2 separate regions of the Sus scrofa genome follow, and region 1 is linked to region 2. A link is a contact called in public HiChIP or PLAC-seq data. All regions are on one chromosome and are shown on one strand. Each heading gives the region's core, a stretch centred on a gene start, on an enhancer-like site or on the middle of the called end of the contact. The rest is flanking DNA. Distances are from core to core; before and after follow the strand shown.

Region 1 (3,161 bases), core at 366-2,865, 230 kb after region 2:
AACTACATTTAAGGAATTCTGAAGTAGCTTCTAAACATAACGTATGTTATATTTTTCCACTGAAAAGATTCACCTCTATCGAGCACAGGTCTTCTGAAACAGAACCTTAATAGCATACTTAGCAAAGGAATAGTTGCCAGCTGACTAGCTATTGATTTAATGTTCCATCATTTCCATGGTTCAATCATACCTACCATGGTGAATCAGATGGAGCATCCTCAATGAACCAATAAATGAGCAATTTCCCCCACCAAAGGGATATGTTTCCTGTGTGGTAAAGGCAGACATAACTTATCACAAACAACGTGAGGCTCCAATGCAGCACTGATTTACCCCGGATCATCTAGCCTTCTGTTTTCTGTAATGGTTTATTCTTCTAATTGGCACTCGCCACACACCAGCTTTTTGTTTAAATATCCGGGTATGTGATCTATCTCTGCTTGAGGTCAGGGACCATTTCTTAGACACTTTATCATTTTCTACAGGATATATTGGGTGGTCAATAAATATTTGTCAAATGAGAATCCCATGTGAGCACAGAATAGGGCCAGGGTTTGCTATATGCCAGTGATTCTCAACCCTGGCTTTCCATCAGGGTCACCTGGGGATCTTTTAAAAAAATACCCCAGCCTTATGCCAGAGCTGTGGATTTATTTGGTCTAAAGCAGGATCTGAGCATCCTCCCCAGACCCTGTGTTTTAATGGGTTTGCAGGTAATTCTAATGGACATCCAGGGCTGAGAATCACTGTATAAGCCACTCTGATATAGGAAGACAGGCAGGCAGATCAGCAAGTGGTCTAATAAGCATGTCCACTTTGCTTTTTCTCAGAGCAGTGCTTCTCAAAGCTTGGTCTCAGGATGAGCAGAAGCAGCAGCCTGTAACTTGTCAGAAATGTTCCTCCCCAGACTTAGAGAATCAGAAACTCTGTGAGGGCCAGCCCTCCAGGCGAATCCGATGCCTGTTTGGGAACCACCACTATAGAAAAATACATTGAACTACAAATAACAATGCTGTGAATGTCTTAGGGAAACTGATTTCAAACATATTCAACTCAAAGCGTATTTCAGGGTATGCTTTATGAAAAACTCTCTGGTCCATAGTTTTTCTTAGTATTATCCTTTGGCACCTAAAATAAATTTCAACATATATGAAAAACACTATAAGAGCTGTCATTGGAAATGACAGCAGTTGGCATTCCCTACGCAGAAACATTTGGCCTGGAGGAGAAACAACCACATCTCAATCAGCTCCTGCCCTACCGCTATGCTTTGTGGTGGCCCTCAATGCTTGGGCAAGAGATCTGTTACTCAACTTCAGTTTCCACTCATTGTAAAATCAAAGGGGGCAGGAAATTCAAACCACAGGCCCAATTCTCTAACCAGGTTTGCAGAGCTCCTTGAAGAAGCCAGAATCAGAAGTGTTCCTTTGCTCCCAGACATAGGATTGTGAATGTACAATGAGAAGGCCCTCAGCCTGTCTTCCAAAATGTGCTTCCCCACATGCTTCCTCAAGAGCTCCACAGTGGATCTGACTCAGCCTCAGAGGGTGAGGCACCAGAGGAATAGTGGCAGTTGGTGGCAAGGGGAAGTGACAAAGGGAAACTTAGGGGTGAGTGGCAACAGCAGAAGTGGTGACTGGCAATATATGTTGTGGTGAGGGGAGATGCGGTGACTGGCACACCCCACCGTAACAAGTGACTTCTTTGACACACCTTTATCTGGGATCCATCAAAGGGACAGGCAGATTTGGGTTGCTGGTTTAACAGTGATTAAAGGTCAAACATAAAGTAAGGTTGGTAATGCAGACCCATGAGTAGACTTCTCCAAGAGCAATCCCTCTGCTGCCTGCTTTAAAATCACCAGGGGCACTTGCTAATGTTGTAGCTTCCTGGACCCCACCCTGAACCTACTGAGTCAGCATTTCTCAGGATAGGAGGTCCAGAAATCTTCACACTGAACAAGGCCTCGGGTGCTCTGATACAGGTGCTCCTCAATAGACTTTCACAAAGCTGCCTGAACATAATTCCGTTGAAGTTAAGTAATGGTCAGCATTGACCCTATGCAAGGAGCTGCAGGAGATACAGAAATGTCTTAAGATATTGTCCCTTACCAAGAAGAATTAACCATAAGAGTAGCAATGGTGGAGTTCCCTTCGTGGCACAGCGGAAATGAATCCAACTGGGAACAAAAAGGTTGTGAGTTTGATCCCTGGCCTTGCTCAGCAGGTTAAGCACCTGGCGTTGCTCTGAGCTGTGGTGTAGGTCGCAGACGTGGCTTGGATTCCATGTTGCTGTGGCTGTGGCATAGGCCGGCAGCAGCAGCTCCCATTAGACCCGTAGTCTGGGAACCTCCATATGCCTCAGGTGCAGCCCTAGAAAAAGCAAAAAGACAAAAAAAAAAAAAAAAGAATTAGTTAATCTCCGTGTTCCTTTCTGGATCCCAAATTCTCTCATTTCCTCTTCCATTCTGACAGGGAACAGAAGGGTTACTACCACAGTCACCTAACCTACCATGACTTAGCTCAACTAATAAAGGTAGTTAATATTCCTCCGAGCATGGCAGGGATGACCTAACTCGGACCCAGACAGAGTTACACCGCCGTCTGTGGTTCTAGAGCAGGTGCCGCAAGTGTCAGACCTTGAAATTTGTTTTGAAACCGACCACCTGTTACTGTGATTGTGTGGCTGTTTTCCTGGCTTATGGGATTTTACTTCAGCTGTTGTTCTCAGGCGGGAGTTTATTTCCTCTAGGAATCACTCCCTTCACTGGCCCTAAACTTAGCATTTGTGTGCAGGGATCTTCCGGAGACTGATTCAACTATGCAACACTGAATATTCTGCCAAATGTCCTGAAGTCACTCACAGACTTGAGCAACAGATTTGGGGCGGGGAATAAGAATCCTGTCTTTTGTTACAGATAATCATCTCTTTGAATTTTGCTTCAGGGAGAAGAAGCCAAAGGATCAGATTTATAGCAGCTCCTGATTCTTTTTTTTCCCCTGTTAACAGACAGTATTATGCTGACTCAGCACTTCCCTGGCATTCACTGCTTCACTAAAAATTCCTGCGCCTGTAAAATTTTAGTGCAAGTTAAAAACTTGTCAGATGAATTTCAATTTTTCTCTGACGGTTTGAAGGGACTGATACAATTTGGTGATTAA
Region 2 (3,386 bases), core at 728-3,227:
TCTTCTACAATATAAATAAACTACCTCCTCAGCATGCTGTTCTAAAAACGTTATTAGGTAATCCACAGAAAACATTTGGGACAGTGTCTGGCCAATGTTGAGCCCTCAGGTGTTTTTTATTCTTTTCCATTATGGTTTATTACAGGGTGTTGAATATAGTTTCCTGTGCTATACAGTATGACCTTTTTTTTTTTTTTATCCATTCTGTATAGCAATTTGCATCTGCTAACCCCGAACTCCCAATCCTTCCCTCTCCCAACCCCTCCACTTTGGCAACCACAAGTCTGTTCTCTGTTTCTGTTTCATAGATAGGTCCATTTGTGCTATATTTTAGATTCTACGTACAAGTGATATAAGATGATATTCGTCTTTCTCTTTTTGACTCATTTAGTATAGTAATCTCTAGGTCCTTCCACGTTACTGCAGATGGCATCATTTCATTCTTTTTATGGCTGAGTAATAGTCCATCTCATATAGATACCCATATTATATCTTCTTAATCCATCCCTCTGTTGATAGACATTTAGGTTGTTTCTATGTCTTGGCTATTGTAAATAGTGCTGCTATGAACATAAGGGTGCATATATCCTTTAAAATTATAATTTTGTCTGGATATACTTCCAGGAGTGGGATTGCTGGCTTATATGATAACTCTACCTTTAGTTTTCTTGAGGAAACTCCATACTGTTCTCCACAGCAGCTGCACCAATTTACATTCCCACCAACAGTGCAGGAGGGCTCCCTTTTTCCACACCCTCTCTAACATAGCCCTCAAGTGCTCTTAATATCATTCTTTTTTTTTTTTTTTTTTGTCTTTTTAGGGCCACACACATAGCATACGGAGGTTCCCAAGCTAGGTGTTGAATAGGCGCCATAGCTGCCGGCCTACTCCACAGTCACAACCACACCAGATTTGAGCCACATCTGCAGCCTATACCACAGCTTATGGCAATGCCGTAGCCTTAACCCACTGAGCAAGGCCAGGGATCAAACCCACATCCTCATGGATACTAGTCAGGTTCTTAACCTACTGAGCCACAAGGGGAACTCCAATATTCTTAAAACAATGACATCTGTGGTGTTCATGCTTTCTCACAAGGCCCTAAGAACACCTCCCAGATGTTTTAAGGCATAGCACTGGTTCTCACCCTTGGCTTGTTTAGAATCACCTGGGGAGTTTCTTAAAAGTATAGATGCCTGGGTCCCATTCCCAAAGATCCTGGTTCCGTTGGTCAAAGGTACACCTGAGACTTGGCTCCCGTTGCATAAAGCTCCCAGGGATCCCATATGCAACAAAGTCTGGCAATCACTGATCTACAGAATTGAACCTGTAACTAGAGATCAGGTAAGGCAAGGACCACTGAGCAGACAAGCTTAGAGCCACCGGACCGTCTCCCTACTTCACTGAGGCCACCACTGAGAAAGAACCTACAACTCTCCTCAGCAATTTCAAGCTTCTCATTCCAAACCAATTAGAATGGAAGAGATTAGGCTAAAGTTGAGCTAATTCCAGATCTTACCCTGGCAGCTAATTTTTTGGAAACCAATCTTTACCTTCTTCTAAAAAAATTTTTTTAAACCACTTAAAAATTAAAATTAAAAAAAAAAGAAAAAAAAAAACCCAGCTTACCAAAAGTACAGAGACAACAGTCCGGAAAAATTAAGGCAGTCACAGTTTTGTTTGCTGTATGGAGGATAGGATCTCATTTCTTCCTATATTTTTCTATCTGTTCATTAGCCTTGAGTTTGGCTCCATTTTAATAGGACACAAGAGTTTGGCTCTATTTTATGGGGACAAGAGAATCAGAAGCAGCTATTTTTGGAGCCAGACTTCTTTTTAAGGCTGGCAAGGGTAGAGGGGAATCAGGCATGTGACCTCCTTTTCCAGCTGACTTCACAAAAGATGGGGAAGAGGAGGGTATGCTGGATGTCCCCATGAGTCACTGACTCAGATCCCGCCCTTCTGTTGATCTGGCCTTAAAGATCTGGGGTGCTACCTCCAGGACACTGCAGCTGTTCACGTGCCCGCATTTGGGGAAGTGAGGCCTGGGAAAGCGTCAACGCAGGGCACAGTTTGCTGCTTATCAACAGAATTTTTCCCTGAGAGCTAGGCTTCTTCCTCTCAGAGGTCTGGCCCTGGCAAGTCCCTTCCCAAGCCAGCCTTTCCAAAGAAGCACGCTGAGGGGGTTGCCTCCAGCCTCTCAGCTTCCTCTCCTTCTTGGGCTCCCCGGCAAGCCTGGCCCCAAAGTGCCTGGTTCCAAGCAGGTCCAAGGCGTGCTGCAGTGGCGAACCTGAGGGTAGAGGGTCAGAACTAGGACCAGTGGCCTGATGCCAACAGAAAGGCTGAGTTAAATGTAAGCAATAACTTTCCCAAGAGTTCCATTTGGGGGATGCTCCAGTGCTCAGAGATCCATGTCAGGGCACGTGTTCACACAGCCTTAAGCAAGTCATAAAGGAGATCTGGAACCAGACAGAGGTTGACCAGATGTTCTCCAAAGCCTTGTCCCCACCTGAGAGTATATTTTTGTGAATCCTCAAGTCATTGGCAGTTCTCCAAGACAAGAGTAAGTTCGAGAAATCTTTTCCTTATTGTTTTAAATTTGTAAGCAGGAAACATTTCAATCATACCGAATAAAGAAAATAATAAACTAGACTTTTATAAGCCCCTAAAATTTTAAGCATATTTCACCAAACTTTCTTCAGACCTCTCTTTCTCTGTCCTTTCAAAGAAATAAAAATGTTCAGATACAGTTCCATTTCTTCAACCTTCCCTTTTCCTTCTCCAAAGGAACTATTAACCTAAAGTTGGCCTATATCATTCCCATGTATGTTTTTGTAATAAATATGAATATGTTAATAAAAATCATATTGTTTACATTTTAATATGAATTACCTCTCTATATATTACGTACATGTATGTCACACACATGTTATTTTACAACTTGTTTTTTCACTCAACATAGTTTTAGAATTTATACATTTTTTTTAAATGGCTGCATCCACAGCACATGGAAGTTCCCAGGCCAGGGATTGAATCTGAGCCACAGCTGTGACCTATGCCACAGCTGCAGCAACGCCAGATCCTTAACCTACTGCGCCAGGTCGGGGATGGAACCAGCACCTCCAAAACAACCCACCTGCTTCAGTTGGATTCTTTTTTTTTTTTAAGGGCTAAACTTGGGGCATATGGAAATTCCCAGGCTAGGTATCAAATCAGAGCAGTAGCTGCCAGCCCACAACCACAACAGAGGATCCGAGCCTCATCTGCAACCTACACTACAGAACATGGCAGTGCCAGATCCTTAACCCACTGAGCAAGGCCAGGGATCAAACCCAAATCCTCATGGATACTAGTCAGATTCATTTCACTGAGCCACAATGGGAAC

Evidence for each region. HiChIP or PLAC-seq counts read pairs in DNA pulled down with a chosen protein or histone mark.
Region 1: a contact with region 2 is called in an H3K27ac HiChIP or PLAC-seq map of alveolar macrophages. The contact joins two enhancer-like sites. A contact is called at or near these places in 2 of 2 datasets of contacts at active chromatin or transcription factors (alveolar macrophages and skeletal muscle).

What each region holds. Positions count from the first base shown.
Region 1 is chr15:15,781,471-15,784,631 of Sscrofa11.1, forward strand. No RefSeq gene overlaps it. Among named protein-coding and RNA genes, the nearest start is that of DARS, 27 kb to the right of the region's middle. Within about 2 kb of position 1,616, at least 16 of the 83 cell types and tissues checked have an H3K27ac peak or open chromatin away from gene starts, as enhancers often do. A contact at or near this core is called in alveolar macrophages and skeletal muscle, where this site is marked.
Region 2 is chr15:15,550,599-15,553,984 of Sscrofa11.1, forward strand. All of the region lies in intron 2 of THSD7B (thrombospondin type-1 domain-containing protein 7B), which reads right to left. Among named protein-coding and RNA genes, the nearest start is that of THSD7B, 58 kb to the right of the region's middle. Within about 2 kb of position 1,978, at least 7 of the 83 cell types and tissues checked have an H3K27ac peak or open chromatin away from gene starts, as enhancers often do. A contact at or near this core is called in alveolar macrophages and skeletal muscle, where this site is marked.